7 separate regions of the Sus scrofa genome follow, and regions 1, 2, 4, 5, 6 and 7 are each linked to region 3. The links are chromatin contacts, called in public Hi-C, HiChIP or PLAC-seq and promoter capture Hi-C maps. All regions are on one chromosome and are shown on one strand. The core of a region is the stretch at or near the end of the contact, and the rest is flanking DNA. Distances in the headings are between cores, read along the strand shown. Region 1 has its middle 22 kb from the start of NTMT1. Region 2 overlaps PRRX2 (paired mesoderm homeobox protein 2). Region 3 overlaps PTPA (serine/threonine-protein phosphatase 2A activator). Region 4 holds the start of NTMT1 (N-terminal Xaa-Pro-Lys N-methyltransferase 1). Region 5 has its middle 100 kb from the start of NTMT1. Region 6 has its middle 74 kb from the start of NTMT1. Region 7 overlaps LOC110256398 (a long non-coding RNA gene).

Evidence for each region. Promoter capture Hi-C pulls out the DNA fragments that hold promoters and counts their contacts. A called contact is a pair of places that touch in the nucleus more often than the background predicts. HiChIP or PLAC-seq counts read pairs in DNA pulled down with a chosen protein or histone mark.
Region 1: a contact with region 3 is called in a Hi-C map of retroperitoneal adipose tissue, with 2.2 times the contacts expected there. The contact joins two enhancer-like sites. A contact is called at or near these places in 1 of 5 promoter capture datasets (fetal skeletal muscle), 20 of 47 Hi-C or Micro-C datasets (adipose tissue, alveolar macrophages, blood and 11 more) and 2 of 2 datasets of contacts at active chromatin or transcription factors (alveolar macrophages and skeletal muscle).
Region 2: a contact with region 3 is called in an H3K27ac HiChIP or PLAC-seq map of skeletal muscle, with 6 times the contacts expected there. The contact joins two enhancer-like sites. A contact is called at or near these places in 3 of 47 Hi-C or Micro-C datasets (embryonic fibroblasts, mesenteric adipose tissue and skeletal muscle) and 2 of 2 datasets of contacts at active chromatin or transcription factors (alveolar macrophages and skeletal muscle).
Region 4: a contact with region 3 is called in a promoter capture Hi-C map of fetal skeletal muscle, with 6 times the contacts expected there. The contact joins the promoter of NTMT1 here to the enhancer-like site in region 3. A contact is called at or near these places in 5 of 5 promoter capture datasets (fetal liver, fetal skeletal muscle, liver and 1 more), 29 of 47 Hi-C or Micro-C datasets (adipose tissue, alveolar macrophages, blood and 16 more) and 2 of 2 datasets of contacts at active chromatin or transcription factors (alveolar macrophages and skeletal muscle).
Region 5: an H3K27ac HiChIP or PLAC-seq map of alveolar macrophages shows a contact between it and region 3. The contact joins two enhancer-like sites. A contact is called at or near these places in 10 of 47 Hi-C or Micro-C datasets (alveolar macrophages, embryonic fibroblasts, fetal heart ventricle and 5 more) and 2 of 2 datasets of contacts at active chromatin or transcription factors (alveolar macrophages and skeletal muscle).
Region 6: an H3K27ac HiChIP or PLAC-seq map of skeletal muscle shows a contact between it and region 3. The contact joins two enhancer-like sites. A contact is called at or near these places in 1 of 47 Hi-C or Micro-C datasets (embryonic fibroblasts) and 2 of 2 datasets of contacts at active chromatin or transcription factors (alveolar macrophages and skeletal muscle).
Region 7: a contact with region 3 is called in a Hi-C map of subcutaneous adipose tissue, with 2.6 times the contacts expected there. The contact joins two enhancer-like sites. A contact is called at or near these places in 2 of 47 Hi-C or Micro-C datasets (embryonic fibroblasts and subcutaneous adipose tissue) and 2 of 2 datasets of contacts at active chromatin or transcription factors (alveolar macrophages and skeletal muscle).

The regions. Positions count from the first base shown.
Region 1 is chr1:269,796,320-269,799,857 of Sscrofa11.1, reverse strand. No RefSeq gene overlaps it. Among named protein-coding and RNA genes, the nearest start is that of NTMT1, 22 kb to the left of the region's middle. Within about 2 kb of position 1,372, at least 21 of the 83 cell types and tissues checked have an H3K27ac peak or open chromatin away from gene starts, as enhancers often do. A contact at or near this core is called in omental adipose tissue and retroperitoneal adipose tissue, where this site is marked.
Region 2 is chr1:269,893,660-269,897,083 of Sscrofa11.1, reverse strand. All of the region lies in intron 1 of PRRX2 (paired mesoderm homeobox protein 2), which reads right to left. Among named protein-coding and RNA genes, the nearest start is that of PTGES, 29 kb to the left of the region's middle. Within about 2 kb of position 1,708, at least 10 of the 83 cell types and tissues checked have an H3K27ac peak or open chromatin away from gene starts, as enhancers often do. A contact at or near this core is called in skeletal muscle, where this site is marked.
Region 3 is chr1:269,422,892-269,426,262 of Sscrofa11.1, reverse strand. PTPA (serine/threonine-protein phosphatase 2A activator) reads right to left here. Exons shown (of 10, transcript XM_001926077.6): 9 at 3-110. Among named protein-coding and RNA genes, the nearest start is that of PTPA, 23 kb to the right of the region's middle. Within about 2 kb of position 2,057, at least 72 of the 83 cell types and tissues checked have an H3K27ac peak or open chromatin away from gene starts, as enhancers often do. A contact at or near this core is called in adipose tissue, alveolar macrophages, brain and 10 more, where this site is marked.
Region 4 is chr1:269,818,184-269,821,623 of Sscrofa11.1, reverse strand. NTMT1 (N-terminal Xaa-Pro-Lys N-methyltransferase 1) reads right to left here and starts at 1,850. Exons shown (of 5, transcript NM_001243457.1): 1 at 1,707-1,850. It overlaps C1H9orf50, which reads left to right. Exons shown (of 13, transcript XM_021085475.1): 5 at 1,559-1,776.
Region 5 is chr1:269,716,298-269,719,875 of Sscrofa11.1, reverse strand. No RefSeq gene overlaps it. Among named protein-coding and RNA genes, the nearest start is that of NTMT1, 100 kb to the left of the region's middle. Within about 2 kb of position 2,210, at least 71 of the 83 cell types and tissues checked have an H3K27ac peak or open chromatin away from gene starts, as enhancers often do. A contact at or near this core is called in alveolar macrophages, embryonic fibroblasts, mesenteric adipose tissue and 2 more, where this site is marked.
Region 6 is chr1:269,744,415-269,747,699 of Sscrofa11.1, reverse strand. No RefSeq gene overlaps it. Among named protein-coding and RNA genes, the nearest start is that of NTMT1, 74 kb to the left of the region's middle. Within about 2 kb of position 1,994, at least 11 of the 83 cell types and tissues checked have an H3K27ac peak or open chromatin away from gene starts, as enhancers often do. A contact at or near this core is called in skeletal muscle, where this site is marked.
Region 7 is chr1:269,763,529-269,766,969 of Sscrofa11.1, reverse strand. It overlaps LOC110256398 (a long non-coding RNA gene), which reads left to right. Exons shown (of 3, transcript XR_002337845.1): 3 at 1-1,195. Among named protein-coding and RNA genes, the nearest start is that of NTMT1, 55 kb to the left of the region's middle. Within about 2 kb of position 1,404, at least 23 of the 83 cell types and tissues checked have an H3K27ac peak or open chromatin away from gene starts, as enhancers often do. A contact at or near this core is called in skeletal muscle and subcutaneous adipose tissue, where this site is marked.

The DNA.
Region 1 (3,538 bases), core at 123-2,622, 370 kb before region 3:
AAGACCAGAGGCTGGGTCACACTCCTGCACTTGTGTGATGATTCTTTTTTGCTCCCTGTGGGTTTCTGGCAAGGATCACACTCATTTCACGGTATTTGACTTCCTTGATTATCTGATTTTCCAGGGAGGAATTTTAAGTCTCTGGGTTGGGGTGGCATCTGTCTGATACCCGGCACCCATCCCATCCCACCAGCCTGCGTGCACCTGACGCCCTGGGGAGGCCCACTGAAACTGACCCCTCTTGGCAGACAAGCCCCTCCCACCCCCCGCCCTGGACCAGAGAAACCCTTCCAGGCTCTATGACTGTGTTATTTGGCCTGTGGGGGGATGGCGGTGGGCACAGCCCTGTGCTATGGCCAGACCTATCAAATCAGGCACTGCCAGCTCAGGAGCCAGACAAGCTGGGTTCAGATTTTGACTTGGTCATTTCTGGTGAAATGAGGAGACGCACCATTCCCTTCTCTGTGCCTCAGTCCCTCAGCTATATAATGGGCCTAATAACAGTACCTCCCAGCTGGGGTTCTTTTTTTTTTTTTTTTTTTTTTTTTTCCCCTTTCTTTCTTTTTTGGCCACCCTGCAGTATGTGGAGTTCCCGGGCCAGGGTTCTGACCTAAGCTGCAGCCCCACTGTGCTCAGCCAGGGATCAAACCTGCATCCTAGCACTCCCAAGAGGCCACAGATTCCCACTGCGCCACAGCGGGAACTCCCCAGCTGGGGTTCCCGTGTTGACTGAGAGTTCCTGCCTGGGCCCTTGGGGATAAGGAGTCCCACCCTTCTCATCCCAGAGGCAGCAGCTAAGCTCCAAGTCTCTGAAGTTAAAAAAAAAACCCCAGCTGATTACCCAGTTTGGCTACTTAGCTGGCTGTGTGATCTCCTAATGCCAAGGTTTTCCCATCTGTAAAAGGGGACGATAGGTACACCTGTCCTATCCGGTGGGCTGCCAGTCAAGGGGGCCCTGGTTCCCAGCTGCGATCTCTGTCCGTAGTCCAAACACTAAGGAATTTCCCCAGAATTTTCCAGGGGCCAGGGCTTCCTTGGCCGTGGGGAGGGCGGCCGGGGAAGCCGAGGCACGGGCTCAGGATGGAGGCTCCGTTCCCACGGCCCGGCCGGGCTGCGGCAGCCTCAGGCCCCTCCCGCCCCCCGCGGCCCCTGCGTTCCCCCTGCCGCCAGGCCCTGTAGGGACATGCCCTGCAGGGTCGCACAGGGCCTCCCGGAGGTCTGCGCCCGCCTATCCGCGGGATGAAAGGGGAATCCGCCCAAACCTGCCTCCCTCCCGGCTCGCCCGCCCCTTCCGCAACCGGATCGGGCGGGGCGGCGGGCTTTGATGTAGGCGGAGGAGCCTTGCCCCAGAGCCGGCCGGCTCAGAGCCTCCGGGAGACCGACTTGAAAGGGCAGCCGCCGGTCCAGCCTTCCCGGGACGCCCAGAGGCAGGGAGGAGGCGGGGTGGGGGTGGGGGGTGCCGAGGGCCCAAGCCCCGCCGCCGCCCGCCGAAGGAGCGAGGCAGGTGGCTGTCCTCGGCATTCAAGGCCCCGCCCGAGGGGGTCCTCCCTGCGCCACTGATTACAAGGCTCCCAGTTAGCCCTTGGGCCAGATAGAATAGCTGTGGTTCCCAGGGATTGCTGGAGCTCAGGCCCTAGCATAGGCTGTTCCTTCTGCCGGAAATGCCCTTCCCAGCTTTTTCCGCCAGGCCTTAGGGTCTGCTCTCCGGTTGGGGCTTTAATTCTTCCAGTGGGCCTTGGAGAACCACTCCTCATCCCTTCCAGGTGCCCTCCTCCTGGTCCACTGCCCCAGTGCCCCCCACAGCAGTGGCAGGTTCAGGTCACCCCACTGGCAGGCCTTGGGCTGTGAGCTCTAGGATGGCACTCCTGCAGCCCCCAGCCTGAGCTGCAGTGGGCACATACTTGGGAAACTGGGAGAAAGAAACTGCAGCAACTAAGAGCCATCATAATAATAAGCCTTAGGGGCAGGCAGTCTGTCGGGGGAGGCGGGGCATCCAGAGAATTCCAGGCTCATAGGGCACATTCCAGGTTCCCTGGCACAAAGCTGGGTGGGCTTTCTCTCCACCTCCAGCCTGGCCTTGCCCTCATGGCAGAGGGGCTCAAGCACCCACAGCCTCCAGAAAGCCCCAGCCTCCTGACCCCCTGCCCTGGAGTCCCATGATGCCCTGCAGGGGCCTCCTTGAACCCTCTCCTTTGCCCGCCCACGTGACTCCCCAGCCTCTCCCAGCAGCCCAGAGGGGCGGGCCGGGGGCCAGTTCTAGTTCCAAGTGGCAGATGATCACAGCCAGGCCCTCAGAGGGGTCCAGGTCACAGAGCTGGCCATGCTGGGCCTCAGGAAAGAGACAGAGCCCCTCTCAAACCTAGGACTCTGTTCACCCGAGGTCTCCTGGGTGGCTGAGAGGGTCCAGGCCACATCTTTGGGTTGGGGGAGGGTTGGCAGCGGGACTTTCACACATTAGACACAGGAGCAACCAGGCTGCAATGTTCTGTCTCAGGCATTGGTGTTTAGATGCATCGGCTCTGTGTACACACAGATCCAAGGGCAGCTCTGAAAGGGGGCCCTCCTGTGCTTCCCCAGGAGGCAGAAGGGGCTGTAGGGTGGATGTGTTGCTGCCGCCACAGCAGCTGCAGCCTGGGTGGGCCAAAGCAGATGTGAGCTTCGACCTCCCCTTCCTGCTTTCTGCCTCCCCAGGGCACTGGGCATTCTGTCTGCAGCCCCCTACCACCATGCCCCCCTCCCCCCAATTGGCTCTGCTGAGTCAAACCAGCAGAGGGGAGAGGGGAGAAGGAATGAGGGGCTTTCTCCCAGGGCAGGAGGCTTCTCCTCTCTCTTCTCATCTTTCCTGAAGGTTTTGACTAATGCTGCTATTTCCTCCCTTTAATAAATGTTTGCTGAGCACGTACTCTGTGCCAGCTCTGTGCTTAGTGCTGTGGCTCCCTCTGTGGACAGGATAGTGTACCATTTAGTGAGGGAAACAGACACGGAGCAAATAGACCTGTACAGACAGGCTATGATGTGCAACTACAGACAGTTCAGAGACAAGGCACTAAGCCAGACATCAGGGAAGGCTTCCTGGAGGAAGTGGCATGGATGATTGAAAGCAAGGGCCAGAGTAGGTGTGTGGGGGAGGCAGAGTGCGGTACAGAGGGCACAGTGGGTGGGCTGGATTGTGTAAGTAGGAGAGAGAGGAGGAGGGAGGAGGAGGCCGTGTGGCAGAGGCCGGGGGCAGCAAGGGGTCTGGGCAGGGCCCTGGTTGTGCAAGGCCTTGCAGGACCTGGGAACCCACAGAATCCAGCCCAGAAGGTCCCCACTGCCTGGTTGCAGGACCTCAAGGGGTGCTACCAAAAGAAGCAGGCGCCAGTAAGCTGGGGTTGGAAGAAAATCCCAGCCTGGATTTCAGACGCCCCTTGGAATGGACTGGCCAGAGGTGGAAACAGAGAAAACGGAAGAGGCTCTGAGGAGGTGTGACAGGTGGGACGACGAGTAGCCTCCAAGTGGATGGCGAGTAGCAAGGGCCTGTGATCCAGTCTTCTAGAAC
Region 2 (3,424 bases), core at 459-2,958, 470 kb before region 3:
CCCTCGGGGGCCTGTGAATCTCTCTCCACCCCCACCCCCACCCTCTCGAGCGGGAAGAAACCTTAAACCGAAATAACAGGGACGTCGCGATGAAAACCCGTGCGATCCGGAGCCTGGGAGCGGACGGAAGCTTCTGGAACACCAGTCCTCGCGAGCAGATTTCCGCCCCCCTTCAGGCAGCGCTGCTTGGGCACAAACCCAACGCAGGAGGCCTTTCAGCCAAAAAAGGAGAGACTTTTTCGGGAAATTTCTGAGCAAATCAAAACTGAGGGGGTTTAAATGAAAACCGTTTTGCAGCCTTGGCCCCGCCAAGTGGGCGCCGGAAGAAACAACTCGTTCTTTGGTCAAACCGCGTGGTGGCTCCGGAGCGGAAACTCTCGCACAAAGGCCTTACTCTCCCCTCCGCCCCGCCAACAGCCCCAGACGTCCGCACCCCAACTTGACACCAGCGGATCTCCACGGGTCTGGAGTCCCATCTCTCCTGAGTTCTCCCCAAGGCACCTCTGATGGGGTGCGCTCAACAGAAGATGGTTTGGACCCGAGAGGACCAGGCGCCGCATCCGCTGTATCCTGGCATCTGCCCATCCAGGCGTTACCCATTCCGCACATGGGGAAACGACGGCTCTGAAAGGCTTGCCCGAGATCACGCAGCCGGGGCTGGAATCCGGGTCTTTGGGGAGGCTCAGCCGGCCGGGGCTGTGAGCCTGGTTCCATGGGGGTCACCTTCTCATCTTCTCGCTCCCAGGAAAGGGGAGGCAGGGGTGGGTCGCACTCTCTGGACCAAGGTCTGGGAGACGCCATGGGGAGGGGTCTCCAAGGCCGTGTCATCTCCCTGGTGCAGAAATGTGTCTGAGTCTCCATCCTAACCCCAGGAGGAAGACCTCACCTCTGGGAGCCCCCAGGGGGACAGTGGCTTATCCAAGGTCACACAGAAGTCCTGGAGTGGCTGGGTTTAACTCAGGCCAGGAGCACAGCAATTGCTTGATAAATGGCTGCTGCCTTTAGCATTGGCTTTTTTTTTTTTTTTTTTTTTGTCTTTTTAGGGCCGCCCGCGCAGCACATGGAGGTTCCCAGGCTAGGAGTCGAATTGGAGCTACAGCTGCCAGCCTACACCGCAGCCGCAGCAACGCAGGATCTGAGCCATAACTACGACCTACACCACAGCTCACGGCAATGCTGGATCCTTAACCGACTGAGCGAGGCCAGGGATGGAACCCACAACCTCAAGGTTACTAGGCAGATTTGTTTCCACTGCACCACTATGGGAATTCCGCCCTTAGCATTCTTGCGTGCAGGCAACCCCCTCCGTGCCTGAAGACAAGGGTCTTTCTTGCTCAGCCCAGCTCACTGTAGAAAGATGGGTTCCAGGCCCTGCTGCGGGCAGAGGCTCAGGAGCGGCAGCCCCGGTGGAGGAAGCTTCAGGCGCGTCTTGGAGGTGACCCGGGACTCAATCCCACAGCTTTGGACTCTGGCACTGGACTCTGCTTCCCAGCGGATGTGCCGGATATTCGTTACCACGAGTTCCTGAATCACCTCCTGAGAAATGTCCTGTGGTGGGCGTGCGTCCTCTGGGGGCTCCACGCTTGAGCTTAAAGCATTTGGAAAATAAATAAATACTCTCTAAGCCTCGGGCCAGCAAGCACTGGGGCCTGATCGGTCCAAGCCGGGCTGCGCCCAAAGTTTCCTTTTGTTCAGCAAAAGTTCTGCTTTCCTCTGGGACTGAAAAGAAAGCCTGAAACCACCTCCACTGATGCGGGCTATTTAGAGGCTCTTGCGAGGGCTGGATCCGGGAGAGATGAACAGAGTCGGATGGGGAGGCCAGCCATGCTCTCTCTCCTTCGAACCCAGAATGACTTTGTCCCTGAAGACATTTCAATGAAAAAAAAAAAAAAAATGACTGGTGCACAGTTTTCTGCCATTAAATTATTTCACACATACCATTTATTTGGCTGACTTCGGGCCAAAGACATTTAAAAACTCAGCTCTCAGCCAAATGATCAAGTGTTCCTGGCTCCTTCCGCTGCACCCATGGTTTTTCTTATTCCATGTAATTTAAGGCTCTAAATAGTCTGGAGGGAATTAACTGCAAATTCTTCCTAAGACAAATAAACCCAAGCCTCTTCGTTCCTGCCTTTCTCAAGCTGTTGAGAGACACCCTCTGTTTGTTTTTGCTCAGATCATCAGCTTGCGCCTGACCCAGGGGCCACGGCGCGCTCCAATGCAAATAAATAACTTTTATTAATTAGCATTTATTCGGACCAAATAAGCAGCCTCCCCCAGCCTGAATGTGATCTCTGCCAACACGTTCACGAAAATAAACAGCGGGTCCCTGAGACCTTGATGTGGATTTAACAAATTAACACTGGGCCTTGGTCAAAGGAGCCTCGAAGCTGCAGAAGTATTTATAGCCAGAAAAGTCTGGGGAAGGAAGTGGAGGTGAAGGGGAGGGGGCTGCAGGGAGGCTACCCCCTGCCCCTCCAACACCCAGGTCTCTTGGTAGAGATTTGGTTTCCTTTGAACGACCCCAGGGAGAATTCTGGAAACTGTGTCCTTTGCTGACGTCCGTGTAGCAATCCCGACTCAGATGACATGGGAGGAACTGCCTCTTGGCCAGGATGTGAGGGGCAGGCCTGGGGGTGATTCAGGAGGTGGGGCTTCCGGCTTAGGACCTCGGGGTGGCCCTGGCTCAGCAGCCGAGTGGCTGCGTGTGTGTGCCTTTATCCAGTCCCAGGCTCGGCAACCTGACTGAGAAATAAGAGTAACGGGAAAGAGCGCATTGAACAATCCGAGCTGGGGGCGCTGAGCCTGATTTTGCAGATGAGGAAATTGAGGCACGGGGGCCAAGCAACCCGCCAAACCACGTGGCTGGTAAAGGCTGGCGCTAGGACTTAAACCTGCAGACTGGCACAGAGCCTGGGCTCTAACCTTGGCATAGGCTGCACGACCCCTCGTGCAGTGGGATTCTGGGGGTCTCTCCAGGGGCTTAGGGTGTACGAGCCAGCCAAGAGGAGGATACTGAATAAGAAACAGGAACCTCTGGGGGGGGGGTCTGAGCCCGAACTCCTGGCATGCAGATCAGGGGGGGTTTTGAGCAGCAGGGGCTTTGAGCGGGGCAGGGTAACTTTGAGGTGCGGGGCGTGCAGGCTGCTCAGCCTGTGAGATCTGCAAGGTCAGGGCCAGGGTCAGGCTGACACCAAGTGCATCACCAACATTGGAGGGAAGAAAGGAAGCATGGACAGAGGGAGGAGGAAGGAGAAGAAACTCTGGATCCTTCTGGAGCAGGGCACCTGCACTTCTGGGGGCTTCCCCAGGAGGCCAGTCCCACCCCAGCGGGAATCTCAAGCAAGGGGCAAGAGTTGGTTTCTTATCTGACAGACTGGCTTTCTTTCTTTTCTTTTTTCTTTTTATTTTTTTGATGGCCGCG
Region 3 (3,371 bases), core at 808-3,307:
ACCTCGGCCTTGTACATGCGGATGAGACCCTGGTTGACTTTGGACCAGGACGGGACGGCACTGATGTTCCACAGCTGGTTGGAGTGCTCCGCAAAGGGGCCCGTCTTCATCTGGAAAAGAGAGCCCACAAGCTGGAGGGGTGGGCCTCCTGGGAGCCAGCCCCGGCTCCTTGACACACACACACACACACACACGCACACACACGCACGCACGCACGCACGCACACGCACGCACACATGCAAGATGCAAGCCCACGCATACACACGTACGCAAACACACATGGATACACACACGGATGAGCACACACTCACTCCTGGGGCCCAGGCTGCAGCATCTGCCTATGGGATGCGCACGCACATACACAGACATGCACCAGAGACACACACACAGACACGAACCAGAGACGGTCCCTCTGGCCTGCCACAGGCAGGGCTGGAAGAGCCAAGGGAGGGTGGGCTTGGGGGACGGCCCAGACCAAACCCAGGCCTCTGACTGCCCTCTGTGTGGCAGGGAGGGAGGAAGGAAGGGGGGCAGAGGTGGGCCAGAGGGCACCTGCTACAGATTCGGGAGGAAGGTCTGTATAGGGAGCCAGCCTAACCTGGCAGGAGAGCGGGGAGGGGACAGCAAGGGACAGGCGAGAGCAAAGATAGGTCCATTCCTGGCCCCTCCTCTCGGAAGAGAGACATTCTGCAGCGAGCCCAGTGGGTCCCCACGACATGAGAAAACCGCCGCTGAGACGGGGAACCCTCGGGGAATCCTCGGACAGCTCAAGGCCAGCACATCTGCTTTCACCAACCACAGCTCAAAGTCCCTCTCAACACCGCCCCACCCCGGCTGATAGGCAGCACTGAGGCTGGGGGCACGGGCTCAGCACCCTGAGCCCCAGGCTTCAGAAGAGAGAGTCCGAAAAGCAAAGAGGCCAAGCTGGCAAGAAAGCAGACTTGGACCTCGAGCAGGTGGAAGGTTCCAGAAGAGGCTGTGGGTGGAGGCAGGGCTGGGGAGAACTCTTTCAGGGAGAAAGGATGGGTCCCACACCGGCTCTCCAGGAGCTCAGGAGCACAAACGCCCCCCACCCTTCGGCTGCGGGCTGGCCTGCTAACCACTCCCGCAAGCCTCTCCCTTCTCCAGTAAAGGCAACTCTAAACAAAACTGTAAGATCCAAGTCAAGAGAGTTGCCGTTTTACCCTTGTCATCTCCCTCCCCTGGTCCAAGATCCCCAAAAGCCTGTCGCAACCCCCAAGCAGCTCAGTAGCAAAAACAAGCACTCCTTCCTCCAGCAGTGAGGCCACAGCTCTAGGCCCCCACGGGGCTTCTCCTGGGCCAGTCGGTCCCTTCACCCAGCATCTTTTCCCTCCTCTCTCTAAGGCTCCCTCCTCCAGGAAGGCAGCCAGGAGCCCCCAGCCCGTAGGGGCTTGGCCTTCTCAGGAGCTTTGTTCCCAAGGTCCCACTCGGTCAGGCTCCACCCCCCCCCGCCCCTTCCCGAGGCTCCAGCCCCATCTCGCACTCGCACACATCCGGGCCGCAGCCCTGAGAAGCTCAGGGGTCACTGGAGCTGTGGAACCAGTTTCACTCTGGACGGGGCCCTGTGTGCAAACCACCCAGGAGGCGTGCTGCCGGCTCTGTCGCAGCCGCAGCTCCAAGGCCTGTTCAGCAAGGGCTCCGAGGCCAAGGCCGGCCGAGGGACAGGCGGAAACCCGAGGTTCTGCTTGCTGGGCCAGCCTCGCCCACTAGGGGCACGGAGTGGGGAGCCTGCTGGCAGAGCCAGGGGAGGCCCGAGCTCCGGAGCCCCCCCATGGCCCCGGCCCCCTCCCTCCATGGCCAGAGCTGCTATTTCTCTCGAGGGACCCCCCCCCGCCGCCCCACCCCACTGCCGGCCTTCACGTCCCAAGGTCTCCCCCCAGTCCTTCAGAAGGAGCCTCTGCAACTCTGGAAAGGAAAACAGATGAGGGGGAAAAGGAATTGGGGTCGAGAAGACAAAAAAAATTAGCTCATTCTAGCCACAAAGGGAGAAGAGAAAGAGCGAGAACGAGCAAGCAAGCTGCAGTCCCGCAGTGACCCCAGGGGACTCGAGTGAGTCAGAGCAGCCATATTGAGCAGGAAATTACTCACAGACGCTGCGTTCCTGCCTCTCCACTCCCAGGAGAATCGGCCTTTTGTAAATGGTTCCTCTGTCAGTAACTGAGGGGGGATGGGACGGGGGGAGGCTCTACACAGCGCCTTCCTGTCAGCTCCTTCCCTTCCAGCTGAAATCTGATCCCTCCCTTCCCAAAACTCCAAATTTAGAAGCCAGATTGAAACTGAAATTCTTTTCCTGCCGGCCCTGGGCTCTTAAAGGCGCCAGGGCTGCATTTCCTGAGGCGGCAGAAGCCCTGCAAGGTGAGGTCCCTCGTGCGGGATGCTCAGGGCCACCGGGGCAGGTCCCAGGCTGGTTTCATTTCCAACTTTTTGTGGGTTTAACCCCCCAGCTGCACCAGCCCTAGTGATCCCTGGGTCTCCAGAGGCAACACTGCCCCCTGCCAGACCGGAGCGCACACAGCTCCGCGCAGGCCGCCAGCCAGGCCTCCTGAGTCCCAGCACCGGGCCTCGGGCCTCCCTCACCACCAACTAGAGCAACTGCAAAAAGCCTGGTCTGGGTAGTGAGGCCCAGACTCTGGAAAACTAGCATCATGGGTGCTGCCGTCAGGAACCACGCCAGCCGGCTCGAGGCTGGCCAGGTGGGTGAGAGGGGGCCCCCCGCCAGTCACCGCAGCTCAGCTCTGGGGGACTCCCTGCGAGCGCCCAATGTTTACCACCATGCCCAGGCACCAAGACCCAAAGTGCAAACCAGGCCTTGCAGAGAGGGTGCGGAACAACCAAGAACTCCAGGGCCTGCCGGCCTCCTCCCAGGTCAGGCCTCTCCATCAAGGGCTCCTACAACCTCCTCCCAGTTCGATGTGTCTTTAGCGCCACCTAGTGGCCACTGTGGGATTTCCTCTAGCAGAGGAACCGAAACCTAAACTTCCGGAAGGCTTTTGGGTTTTTAAACCAGCACGACGCAGCAAACAAAAATACAGAGTTTTAACCTGGAGTCAATTCCCATCCTCCCTGACCTCCGGCCTGCCCTTTCTCCTTGTGAGTCACTGACAGGGACCCAAGGGCTTGGCCAGCCACCAGGCGGAGCCAAAACACTCAGCCTCCCACCCCCAGCAAAGCCACCCCAGCTCCCCACCCTGCTCCGCGGGGTCTCCCTGGCTCCGCAGACCCTCCCATTCCCCTCTGGAGAGAGCAGCATGTGACTGGCTCTCAAGGCAGTGAGCCAGGCTGCCCCGGAGTCCTTCTGACCTTGGGCTGCTACAGTGCTGAAGGCAGCAGATCTCAGAATGAAGCGGTGG
Region 4 (3,440 bases), core at 601-3,100, 400 kb before region 3:
GAAGGAAGACCCCCCAAAAAAACAGGGAGGTGGGGGTGTTTAAAAAACAAGGCTCTGGAGTTCCCATCGTGGATCAGCAGTAATGAACCCAACTAGTGTCCATGAGGATGCAGGTTCGATCCCTGGCATCACTCAGTGGGATAAGGATCTGGCATTGCCGTGAGCTGTGGTGTAGGTCACAGACGCGGCTCAGATCCCGAGTTGTTCTGGCTGTGATGTAGGCTGGCAGCTACAGCCTCCGATTTGACCCCTAACTTCCATATGCCATGGGTGCAGCCCTAAAAAGACAAAAAAAAAAAAAAAAAAAAAGGTTCTGATGGAATCGAACAAACCAGGTCTGAATCTTGGCTCTGCTTCTCATCAGCTGTGTAAACTGAGATAAGACAACACCTCTTAAGTGTCTTTGGGAGGGGGCTGCACTGGTGGCTTACAAAAGTTCCCAGGCCAGGGATGGAAAACTGCACCACAGCAGCAATGACACCAGATCCTTAACCCACTGAGCCGCCAGGGAACTCCAGTGTCTCTATTTATAAAATGGGAATAGCATTACAGACTTTATAGGAAGGCTGTGATGATTAAATGCAGATAAAAAAGCATAAAGGGATCCACGCACAGCTCGGCACATGTTAATCTCAAACTTAAAACTGTCAATTGAGATTCTCATCAATTCTCTTTGCCATGTGTGAAGATCTAAGGAGAAAATACTCCGAAAGGCCCTCTAAACCTTAGAGAGTTGGCCAAACCTCCAGGATTGTTACTGTTACACAGGGTGGTGAATCCAGTGGACTTGGCAGCTCAGCCAATCCACCTAAGCACAGAAACACTGCAGGTTTGGGAGACGCTATCTTTGTGACTCTGTGGCTTCTGGTCTCCACCAAAGCCAGCTACACATACCTCCAACCCTGCCGCCTCCCCTAGTTGACAGAGAAAAAACCCATTCCACTAATGGGGTGGGGCACACACACAGGAAATCAGACCAAGGAGACTTCTAACCCCGGTCAAGGCCCTGGTCCCCTCAGGGTCTCATTCCATCTCACTGTGCAGATTCTATACAACCAGACGCGAGCAGTACTGCCCAGCCCCACCCGCAGGACCTCGGACACTAGCTGTTTCTACCCCTTATTGTGCAGACGGAGAGTCCACACAGTCGACGGGCAGCCAAGCCTGGGCCTTCTGATATGGCAGCCTCTCTGTCCAGGGGCTGACCTTGGCTTCAAGGGCTCTTGGCGGCCGGCTGTCTTTCGAGCGGCGCCTATGCTGAGCCGTGACTGGGGTCGAGTCCAAAGTGAACTATGATAGCAACTCCCATGTGACGGGCACTAAGCTGTGCTCGGCTCGGAGCTGAGCAGTTTACTGAATCCTCGCGCCCACCCTCCCAGCGGGTGCTCGCCTTACCCCTCGGTTTCAGGAAAGTGCCCTCCTTACCCCCCGTTTCTCACAGGGGAAAGTGAGGCTCAGGGAGGGAAAGGGGCTTGGTGCGGCGGGGGCCGGCGTGGGGGAGTGTCCTGCCCAGGCTTCGGGGGGCCTCGGCCTTCCTCACTGCACACCCGGAGCCCAGGAACCGCCTAGGAGCGCGCACGTGGGGCCCAGCCGGCTGGCGCCTGGGTCACGTGGCGAGCCGGGGACTCAGGGCGCCGAGGCAGTTGGGTGCGGGAGCCTCCCCTCTGCCGGCGGCCGCCGCTCCCGCTCCCCCTCGCGCTACTCACCCCGGGCGGGGGCTCCCGGGACCCGGGAGAAGAGGACGAGAAACAGGAAGGGAAGGAGGCGGCGGCAGGGGTGAGCACCCCAGAAGCCCACGGCCGGCTCCGTCAGACCCAGGTCAGAAGCGACACCTCGCGGCGCGCACCGCCTTTGTCCGCTTACGTCACTTCCGGGTGTTGGGGCGGGGCCTCCGAGAGGCCCGCCCCGCGATTGGTTTGCCCCGCCCCGTGGGATCCTGCCCTCACTTGAGATTTGCCTCCTTAAAGAGCCGCAGCACCCACTCTGTTCCCGCTTCCATCTTGCGCACCAGCTCATTTGGTAGCAAGGCTGGACTTTTTTTTTTTTGGTCTTTTCTTTTTGGGTCTTTTTAGGGCCGCACGTGCGGCATATGGAGGTTCCCAGGCTAGGGGTCTACTTGGAGCTCTAGCCTCCGGCCTATGCCACAGCCATGGCAAAGCGGGATCCAAGCCGCGTCTGCAGCCTTCACCATAGCTCACCGCAACGCCGGATCCTTAACCCACTGAGCAAGGCCAGGGACCGAACCCGCAACCTCATGGCTCCTAGTCGGATTTGTTAACCACTGAGCCATGACGGGAACAACATGACTGGACTTTTAAAAAACCGAACGTTCTATGGGTTTTCCACTGGGTAAAAAGAGGGAGAAAAAGCCTCATTCAAGCCTTAATCCCCTTCTGCCAGATAGATGGAATAATTACTCACCTTCCAGGACTCTGAGGGTTAAATCTGTGGGATACCCTGTGTCAAGGGCTCACCTCTGTGCTTGGCGTGAAGTCTCAATAAATAGAAACTGATGCATAATTTTCATCATAATATTCATCTATGTCATAATATTCACAATATTCACCATAGTCTTTTTTTCCTAAACTGACATTTTATCTTCGATTTACAGTGCCTTCCTCTGGGTGTTGCACATAGGAGGTGCTGAAAGTATGCTTGCTCTAATGAAGTGAAAGGGATGATGGGGGTGCGGTACACTGAAAAGCCTCAACCTGGTTTTGAGTCCCCCACATCTGTCCGTGTTATTTGGCATCCTCTCTAGGGAACTCTGGATTTGACTTGGTTGCCTTGGCCTGGGCGCTCCCAAGCTTCATTTTCCATGTCTCTACGGCAAGTGGATAAATCTTAGATAATCTCAGTTGCTGGAGGTGTCTATAATCTTTTGGGGGCAGCTCTGAGCCCAGCTCTTTTAGGGGTGCCTTAAAACCCGCCCCTACCTTTTTCTCCTATTGATGGAAAACTTCCTTCCCTACACCTGGACTCCAAGGCCTTTCCGGGTCTGGCCAGCCTGCTGACCTCAAAAAGCTTCTCGCAGAGTTCTCATCGTGGCTCAGGGGTTAATGAATCTGACTAGTATCCATGAGGATGCAGGTTCAATCCCTGGCCTCGCTCAGTGGGTTAAGGATCAGGCATTGCCATGAGCTGGGTGTAGGTCACAGACGTGACTCGGATCCTGTGTTGCTGTGGCTGTGGTGTAGGCCAGCAGCTACAGCTCCGATTCGACCCCGAGCCTGGGAACCTCTGTATGCTGCAGGTGTGGCCCTAAAAAGAAAAGGAAAAAAGGAAGGAAGGAGGGAGGGAGGGAGGGAGGGAAGGAAGGAAGGAAGGAAGGAAGGAAGGAAGGAAGGAAGGAAGAAAGAAAGAAAGAAAGAAAGAAAGAAAGAAAGAAAGAAAGAAAGAAAGGGAAATATCTCACCTTCCTCACTCAATATTCTAACGTC
Region 5 (3,578 bases), core at 961-3,460, 290 kb before region 3:
GGGGCTGGTTACCTCCACCAAAGCTCAGTGGACTCACAACTCAGTCCCACAGGAACCCAGCAGCCCTGAAATGACACCCACTGTGACACGTCTGAGCTTCTGCAAGGCATTTTCAATGTTACCCCATTTTGCAGATGAGAAAGTGGAGACCCCAGAGAGACGTGACCTTAAGGCTCCGGTGGCGCAGTTCAAGTCACCAGATATTCCTGAGACCTGGAAGGGGTTGATGGGGGTGGGAGGGGGGTGGGGACACAGTCCTTTGTCTCCAGTAGCTGTGGTCTGGGTGGGATGGGGCTGACCAAAGCCCAGGGAAGTGTGATCTTCGGGGGAGAGGGCTGAGCCTGGAGCTTAGCGGGAGTGGGGACAGCTCTTGGCAGAAATGGGCCTTGATGGAGGTGGGACTGGCACAGTGCTGGCCATGGGAGGGGGTCGGGGGCCAGGCACTAGCTGTGCAAGACCCTGTGCGGGAAGGGGAGAAGGGGCTGGGTCCCCACCCTCGCTGGTGGGAGGGTTAATACCATGGGGGGGGGGCACAATTAGAGGCTGCAGGAGCCCAGAGGAGGGGCACAGATGCAGCCTTGCTGTGTCTCCTCCAGTCGGTCTGTGTGTGTGTCTGTTGTGTGGTCAGGGTATGCCAGGTGTGCATGTGGAAGGGTCTGTGTGATGCGTGCGGGGTATGTGTCTGCCGTCTATGGCATATGGAGTGTGTGTGTGTGCGTCTGTGATCTGTGTAATGGGGTGTGTCTCTGCCTGTGTGGTATGGTCTGTGTGATGTGGGGGAGTGTGTGCTGTGGGTGTGTGTGTTGTGGGGTGGTGGTACCTGGGACACTCCCCAGGGGAAGAGCTGAGGGGGAAAACGGGGGAGCAGAGGGGGTGTTCCAGGCAGAGGGAGGGAGGGAACAGCCCTGCAAAAGCCTCTAGGCAAGAAGAGGCCACCCCAAGCACTGGAGTACTTGATAATGTCTCCAGTGAGGCTGGGGGGTGAGGGGGGGCAGGAAGGGAGAAGCAAGGATGTGGGGGTACAGGGCGGGTCTTTCTCTGATAGCTTAAGGGTGTGCGTGGGCAGGAGTGGGGGGTGCGCCGAGGGGTCAATCCACACTGACCGGGCGGGAGGGGCAGGCCTGGACCAGAGGCAGATGCTGGATGGAGGTGGGAGTGAGTTTGGAGAACAACCAGAGCCCTGGCCATGCATCTGGGAAGCTGTACGGTCTGGGATCCCAGATCTGAGCCTAATAATTCCTGCTCCGCCCCTGACAGCAGGAGCCAAAAGGGTCTTAGTTTCTCATCTATAAACTGGGTCCCAAGATGATATGCCGAAGACCCAAGGAAGAGCCTAAGAACTGCCCATGCTTTCCGCATGCTCTGTGTGTGCCTCTGGTGAAGGATGGAGTGGGCATTTGCTCACAGGCTCTCCCAGCAACCCAGGAGGCCGGAGATGCTGAAAACGGCAGCCCTGGCACAGGGCACAGCAGTTAGTAACTGGCCTGAGGGGACAAAGAAGGGACTGGAGGAGGGACAACGAGAGCCAGGATTTGAACCCGGGTGATCTGACTCCAAAATGGCCCCGTCACCTGACTGCAACGGGGATCAGCAGCTTACTCATGTGCCGACAGCTGCTCCCCAGCCTTCCCATGGGATGATCCTTTCTCATTTGATCCTGTATCCTGGTAGATTCCACATGGCTATTATTCTAGATTAGGAGTCCTGCTCTTAGCGCTGAGAAAACTCGCCAGGACTCATGCCCAGGCGGTGGTGCTCCGGAATGTGCCCCGCCCCCGCCCCCAGCCCCACCTTGTATGTCTGCAGCTGGTTTTCTCAGCATCTGCCCCAAAGGGTCCTCACCCATGGCTAAGAGCACGTGGCAAGGTGGCAAGAACTTGGGCTGCTGCCCCAGCGCTGTGTGACTTTGAGCCAGTCCCTTCCCGTCTCTGGGCCTGGGTTCACCCAGCTGTACAATCCACTTACGGAGTCTGGGAAGATTTGCTAAGGGACAAAGGAGGAAACCGGACTTTCAGAGAGCCCAGAGGACTGGCCCGAGATCAGGCAATCTGCATAAGATGACTCCGGATTTGAACCTGGACCCCCGGTGTGTTGCTTTTCCCCGGGGTCTGCTCCACAGCCCCCACCCCGGAGGCTGTCCCCGGCCCTCAGGGGCCCCACGCAGTTCCAGGCCCTGTCAGCCTGACGTCAGGCCGGGGCCAGCGGGGCCTAGCTCTGCACAAACAGACGGCGAGGGCCGGGCCGGGGGCGGCGATGACTCAGGGCCCCGAGACGGCCGGGAAGCGGAAAGTTTTGTGCAGATGACGTCACCGGGCCGCGAGGGCGGGAGGGGGCCGGCTCCGGGAACCGGCGGCCTGGCGGGCAGCCCGGGCCGGGGCAGGGCGCGGAGGGGCACGGGCGGGAACGCCGGGCAGCCACGCTCGGCCGCGCCGAAAAGCACCGACCCCCCCCCCCCGCCCCCGCCGTCCCCTGCCCGCGGCCCCGGATCCGAGCCCCGGAGCCCGATCCCGCGCTCGCCGGCGAGGAGCGGGTTCCACACGCCTGCGAAGACGCCTCGCCGAGGACGCCGCGCTCCCCAGCGCTCCGGAGGCAGCCGCATCCATCCTGCTGCGTCCCTGCATTTTAATTACCACGGCATTAATATTCATGAGCCGGGACTCGAGGGGGACCGCGGGCTGTCATTTCCCTCGCCCGCGCACCCCCGCACCCCTCTTCTCCGGCTGAGTCGTGGGTTTTTTTCCCTCCCGCTCCCAGCCCCGCCCGCGACAATAGTTGGTGCACAGCCGACCTGGGTTGTGTGGGAGTGTGAGCAGGAGTGTGAGCGGGTGTGGGTGCCCTGGGCAAGGGTGAGGGCCGAGTGGCAAGGACCTGGATGCCCCGGGCGAGGGGCTGAGCGTGAGGATGGGATGTGCTTTCCGGGTCTGAGCGGAACGTGTATGAGTGTGTGTGTGTGTATGAGTGGGCAGGTCTGGGGGAGGCAGCTGTGCCTGCAGTCTGACCTAGGGTCTGGGAGAAGGGTTGCGGGATCTGAGCATACAAATGAGGAAACTGAGGCCTGGGAAGACCCTGGGTTGCGCGGAAGGACCAGAGCCCAGGGCCTGGCTGCTGGGTGCCCTCTGCTTCCTGCTCTCCTGTGCTGCTGTTTTATAACAATGGCAGACAGAAGGTGCTGAGCTGGCACCTCTCCCAAGAGCTTCCCTGCAAACCTGTGCTGTAGGGGGCTCTCTCAGGCCCTCTCCCAGACCAGGACACAGAGGCACTGGTGTAGCCAGTGGGGGTGAAGCTGGAGCCCAGAAATGTCCAGAGCCTCCAGCTTTACCGACCACACTGTGCTGCCCCCGTGGAACCGTGTGTTCGCGTCCCAGCTGGGGTAATCTGGGGGTACCTGAAAGTCCCTCTGGCACCCCAGTGCTGCCCATGCCCAGGTATTAGAGTGTTTCCCTAGAAACACAGCTCATGGCCTGTTTCCCTCCCATCAGGCTCCCAGTGCCCCATTGTCTCCCCCTCTTGAAGCCGGCTCCCACACCACTGCACACCAAGGGCTCCCCAGGACACAGGATGTCTTGCTTCACAAGGGA
Region 6 (3,285 bases), core at 745-3,244, 320 kb before region 3:
GACTTTCCTCACTGCCAGCTTAGGACTCAAATTTTTTGCATCCACTAAGTCAGTTCCCACTCACCAGTCTGCTTTCCAGGTTCAAAATGATCCCGTTTTCTTTGTCATTGTAGTTTTTTAAAAAATTCCTTTTCTGCCATTTTAAAAGCATTTCAGGAGGGAACAGTGGTAAATGCCTGCGTGTAATCTGCTGTCTAGATCCAGAAACTCTGGCTGTTCTCTTTTCAGTCTGTGAATTCTTTTGGCTGTTTCCCCAAACGTCTTAGTCATTGTAATCACAGCTGTTCTGCAGGGTCTCTGTCACCTGGCTCTATCATCTGAGGTTTGTGGGATGGTGGGGGGTGGGGGGACGGGGCAAGCCTACCAGTTGGTTTTGCTGTTGACTCTGTCTTATGACTGCTTTTGTTTTGTAATTTTTTCTTGGTGAGCTCATCTGCAGGAACCTTTGTGGGAATCCTGAGCAGCCTGGGTTGAGGTCATGGCCATCTAGTGGGTGCTTGCATTTGTTTCTGCCCAGTGCTCACCGGGCGTATCCAGCCAGGACCCCCTTTGGGTATGACCTTCTTGCTTTCAGAGTCTCCAGAACACACGGGAAGCAGGGCAGTGTACACTTAGGTCCTAAACCTCTCGGGGCTAAGTCTCTGGTCACAGATTCCCGGAGCCCAGGCTGTAGCGGATGACCTTCCTGGTGATCTGTCTGAGCAGATTGGATTTGTGGTGGATGCTGTTGTTTTAACCCTCGCCCACCTTTTCACCAAAAATATAACTCAGAAGAATCTGGCTTGGAGGTGGGTCTCATTTACAACTCCTGGGTTTATGAAGCCCAAAGCCTCATTTCTTGTCCCCCTAAGGGGCTGTAAAATCCAATCCCAGGCCGCCGAGACCCACAGCCCCCACTCTGCCCAGGCCTGCCCAGCACAGCACCAACCCTAGCCCTTCGGATTCCCGCTCTGGTTTTCGGCTCCTTCTTTGTTTTCATCTCTGGGGAGTTCCCTTCCTTTCTTGCAAGCTCAGCCATGCATTTAAAAGGATGTTTGTTATATTGTAGCCACCATTTCCAAGTACCATGTTGTAGCAGGAGGGTTTTCTGCTGGAAATAAAAGTCCTGTGTTCCTTGCTGGTTTCTACTGTTCCTTGCGTCTCGGCATCCCCACTGCAGAGCATTGGTCGAGGCCCCCGTGACTAGCGAATACATGAAATTGAATTGCCGTGACTGGTGCCTTGTCACCTCATTGGCGATTTTGCCAGTGGCACAGAAAAGCCGAGGCAGGGCTTTTCTGTTTAGGAGTAGGAGTCCGGGAGAACATTCAAGACCCATCCTGGCCTGGACCCAACCAACTGGTGGGCACTGCCTGATGTCCAACCAGCCCACCTAGGCATCCTGCCGTTCAGCCACACACCTGATCACCAGCTCAGTTGCAATCCTCTTTGAACTTGCTATTCCGAGCCCCCTCACCCAGGCAGGGGGCCCACTTAGAGCCCCTGCAGCGCTGTCCCGTCCCCCGCCCATCATGAGCTTCGCTTCACTGGGCTGGGTTTGCCTGCTGGCCAGCCTCCTCCACCAGACTTGTACTCCCTGGGAGGGGCCCAGCTGCCTTTCTCTCTGTATCTTCTGCATCCTCAAGGTAACAGCAGCATCAACAGCCCAGGCACTCAACAAATGTGTCTAAAGCGTGAATGAGAGAGCTGGCATTCCCACAGACCCGGCTCCAAAGGCTGGGTTTGGGTTTTACAAAATTAAAACAGCTGCCACAGCCTGGTCGCTGTAACTTCCTCAGGGAGGGGTGAAGAGGGAGAGAAGATTCCCCCCCTCCCTTCCCCCTCTGGCAGGTGGGCAGCGCTCCCCTGCCAAGAGAGCTGGGTGCCTGTCTCCCTAGAGCTGTGGCCCCTGGCAGCTTTGTTGCTGTGGGTGCCTTCGCTGCCAAGGGACATGGATGGGAGGAAGGTTGCAGTGACCCGCTTACAGTGTGTTTATTAAGCACTTTCCCTCTGATGAACCAGGGGGAGGGACTCGGCCAAGGTCACTCAAGGCGAGCAGGGAGGAGTAGAGGCTGGGGCGTGGTGGTGGCAGCAGAGCTGCATGATTCAATCCCACAGCCCCTAGCTGCATGTCACCACGGAGCACTCGAAATGTGGCGATTCTCCACCGAGCTGTGCCTTAAGGGTAAACTTACACACCAGCGTTCCAAGACTTACTGTGAAAAACAGAAGGGTAAATAGCTCATTCATAATTGTAAATATTTATCAAATGTCAAAAGAATAATATTTAGGATGTATTAGGTAAAATACAGCTATTATTGGAATGAGTTCCACCAGTTCCTTTTTCCTTTTTTTCTTTTTTTCCTTTTTTTTTTAGGGCCACACACATGGCATATGGAAGTCCAATAGGGGTCCAATCGGAGCTGCCGCTGCCGGCCTACGCCACAGCCACAGCAACAGGATCCAAGCCACACCTGCGACCTAAACCATAGTTCACCACAACGCCCGATCCTTAACCCACTGAGCGAGGCCAGGAGTCAAGCCCTGGTCTCACGGATACTCGTCTGATTCGTTTCCACTGACCCACAATAAGAATTCCCTTACTTTGGTTTTAATGAAGCTGCCAGAAAAGTTAAAATTACCTGTGTGGGTTGTGTGTGCAGCTCAGTCTTATTTCTGTGGGTCCGTGCTGGTCTAGAGCGTGGACCACGTGATTCTTGAACAGGCCTGGACACCACCACGTGGGCTCCAGGACGGGCAGGGGTCTTGCATCATCTATGTCTGACCTGCCCAGAGACAACTTCCGGTTTCCTCCTCTGGAAATGACGCAGTTTTGCCTACAGGGGTATGAGATGGTTCTAAGGATTCAGGATTCCAACAAAGCTCTTCTCTGTGGCCCATTCATATCCTGGTTACGTCGGCCACTAGGCTGTAGCAGTGTGGCGATGGGGTCTTGTCTGCTGTATCCTGCACAGACAGGAGGCCGGGGATTCCGAGCTGAATGAATGAATGCGTGCTTGTTCAGCCTCGCTTACGGTGGGCTTAGCAGGGAAATAGTTCTCTTTGGCTGTAAAACCATTCTCATTCTGCGTTCCTTCTTCACGTGCATATCTTAGCGTGAGATGCATAGCCAAGGGCCAGACGGATTTTGAGACCTGCCTCTGTCCTACTTGGGGGATTCTTGGAAAGCAGAGCCTGGGATGGATTGGGAGTTTGGGGCGAGTAGATGCAAACCGTTGCACTTGGAGTGGATAAACAATGAGGTCCAGCACAGGGAACTATATCTAGGCACTTGTGATGGAGCGT
Region 7 (3,441 bases), core at 155-2,654, 340 kb before region 3:
CTTCTTCTCATTCTTTCCGTCTCAGCTCGAATGCCCCTCCTCAAGGAAGCCCTCCCTGACCATCCCTGCCTAGAGTAGCGACCCCTCACCTGCTGCCTTGCCCACTGCTGGCTGTCACTCTTGTTACCTTGCTTTTCATCCCCAGCCCTAGTCATTGGCTATGTCATTCATTTATCATCTGTCTTCTCTTCTCTAGCAGACTGGGAGCTCCATGAGGGCAAGCGCCCCCCCCCCCCCGCCCCGCCGCCCCAGTGGTGTATCCCCAGGGTGCCTGGCAAGCAGAGGGGCTCCATAGATGCTTGTTGAAGTGGCAAATAATAAATGATGCATGGGATAAGAGATGACATCATGTAAAAAGCTTAGTCCAGCGCCTGCTACAGAGCAGCTGCTCAGTGAATCCCAGCAAATGTTCTTACTACAAAACAAACACGGACTCACATTTTGAGCCTGTCTACACAGAACACAGTGACCTTTGGATGGGTCGCTCTCCTCGCCTTACTACTTGCAAGAGAGCATAGGGTGGGGTCATCGCCCCTCCCTGCCTGGAGCAGGGCTTTAAGCACTGTTTCTGGTGGTTGTGGGAACAGGACCGGAAGGGCTGCAGTGGCTCCTCGCGCCAAGCTGGGGGTGGGCAGGCTGGGATGCAGGCTGAGTAGGTGCTCAGGGGACCTTTGAAGTCCTGAGACACCCTGGTCCCCATCCCAGCGGGGGCTCATCCATCCTTCTGCCCAATCTCTCCCCAGTTCCTACCCAGCGCCTCCAAGGACATTTCTTTATAGTTTGTCTAATGTCAGGGTCCTGGGCTAGAGGTCAAGGCTATTCTCTCCAGGACTTAGCACATACAGTAGGTCTCAATAAATATTTGTTGAATAGATTAATTAAGACGCATGGGAAGCATCTCTGGGGCTGTGGTTTTTAACCTTTTCTGAATTACTGTTTTGAAAAATCCACATCTTTGGACCCCCACGCCCACTCTCGCCTCGCGGTGCACTCCAAGTGGGACATAGAACTTCCTAGATTTCACGGGTCCCTCCACCCCAAGGTCATGCATAAAGCTCAGCTTAAGATCTTCGTCTCTGGAGGCGGGGGCCGGTCCTGAGATCCCAGGGAGACGATGGGGAAGATGTTAGCCAGAGGCACTGCGGCGCCCAACCTCCCCGGCGGGCGCAGTGGGCTGGCGGAGATCGGGGAGGGGGGGCAGTGAGCCGCTTTTTTTGGACTTTCTGCTGTCCAGGAGAAGGAGAGCAAGCGAGTACCAGGCAATCTGGCAGGAGGGGGAGAGTGCGGAAAACACGCGGCCGGGAGGAGACGGAAAAGAGAGGAGAGGACGGGAGAATCGGGGAGGAGAGGGGGCGTGATGGAGAGGCTCAGCCCCGCGGAGCCGGGAGGGGGAACAAAGAGCCGGCGCGCAGCGGGCGAGGCGCGGAGGCGCCGGGAGGGAGCGGGCCGAGGCCGGCCGGCCGCCCGGGCTGTCTGATTTTCTGTCAGCCGCCGCTGATTAACGGGCCGCCTTCCAGCTCCGAGCGCGCCGCGCCGCGTTCCTGGCAACGGGGCGCGCAGCTTCCTGGCGGAGGCGGGGCCTGCTGAAAGGTTACATTTGCACAAAGTGCCTCGGCGCGGCGGCCCGGAGGGGCTGCGGGGGGCGGGGGACGGCGCGGGGCGGCGGGCGAGCCGGGCGGGGAGAGGGAAAAGGCTGCGGCGGGCGGCGCTGCCTGGGTAATGGAAACATTCCTCTGGGGGCCGCGCAGGAAAATATCAGGTTACGCGCCGGCGGCACACACAGCTTCTCCGAGGGGCGCGGGGATCGGCTCCCCGGTGCGCCCTGCGCTCTAGCCCGAGCGCCCCCCAACCTGCGCATCCCAGCTGGTGCGCTCTAGCCTGTGCGCCTGAGCGTGCGCCCCAGCCTGTGCGCCCCAGCCTGTGCGCCCAGCCGTGCTCTCTGGGGCGTCGCGTTGCCGTCTAAAGTCCTTCTCTGCCTCCGAAGGCAGGTGAAACAGCCTCAATTTTCCAAGTCTTTTTTTTTTTTTTTTTTTTGTCTTTTTGTCGGGCCGCACCTGAGGCATATGGAGGTTCCCAGGCTAGGGGGTCTAATCAGAGCTGTAGCCGCTGGCCTACGCCACAGCAACTTGGGATCTGAGCTGTGTCTGGGACCTACACCACAGCTCACAGCAACGCCAGATCTTAAACCCACTGAGCAGGCCAGGGATGGAACCCACAACCTCATGGTTCCTAGTCGGATTCGTTAACCACTGAGCCACAATGGGAACTCCGATTTTCCAAATCTTGATGTCCCGGCCTCCCTGCTGGCTGTCCCCCTCTCCGCCAGAAGGCTGATGGATGGCTGGGGCCAGGCCCTGAAGTGAGGGCTGACCGGATCTGTTGCGTTTGCAGTGACTTGGAAAGGGGTCTGGCCACTTGCATCCACCTTCCCTCGTGACTTCCTGGATCTACCCAGTTCTCAAAGAACTGGGATGTAGCTCCCGGGCCCATTCGCTTGGTATAAGCAGTGCCCCCTGCTTTGCATTACTCCTCTGCTCCCAGACCATCTTCGTCTCCCTATTACCGCCTCTGCATCCTAGTTGACACCCTTGGGTCCTGTCCAACATTGGGGGTGGGGTGTGATGTCAAAAGTCTCCAACACCAGGGGTCCCCCAGTCTGGTTGTGCCTGGGATTGAAGGGTTTCTGACCAGACACCCATCCACCCTGTGAGAGGCCCATACGTCACTCTCTTTCTTTCATTGAACTGGTTCTCTCAGTAGATGCTGTATTCATTTGGTGTCAGCCAGTTATCAACCAGATTCTGGGCCTTGCCCTGGGTGGTGGAGGAAGCCTGGCCTGCACCAGAAGCAGCCCCAGCCCTCAAGGGAATTCAGGCCCTGGCAGGCAGTGTGAGGGCTGCCCAGTAAGGAGGTTAAATCTGGAATCCAGTAGATTTGAGTTTAAATTCTGCTCCTCCACTTCCTGGCCGTGTATGTTCTTGGGCAGGTTACTCTCAGAACCTCACTTTGCCCAGCTGTCAAATGGGAATAGAATAGCAGTAAGAGCCACTTCCTGGGGCTTGGCTGGGCAGATTTAAGGAGGCAACACCGGTAGATCTTGGCATGGTACACAGCGGCACTCTCTCAGTGAGACATTTTATTACTGTTGGGGCTATAGGGGAGTCCACCCATAGCTAGAGCCCGGTGCATTGGCAGAAGCCTAAGCAAAGGTTCAGAAGGCAGGGTGATCTGGGGTGGGGCTGGTGGGCGTGTCATGGCACTCCAGGTGGGCACACCTCTACAGGTCCAGGCATGACTTCCCCAAGGCACAGGGACACCTGGGACCAACCAAGATCAAGGCTGCAGTTCTCCCTTAACTAGCTGTGGTGGAGCTAGGCCGCTTGGCTTAGGGGGCTGTGACTCTGGAGGGCATCTTCTGTCACCCAGCTGGAATAGGGTTTT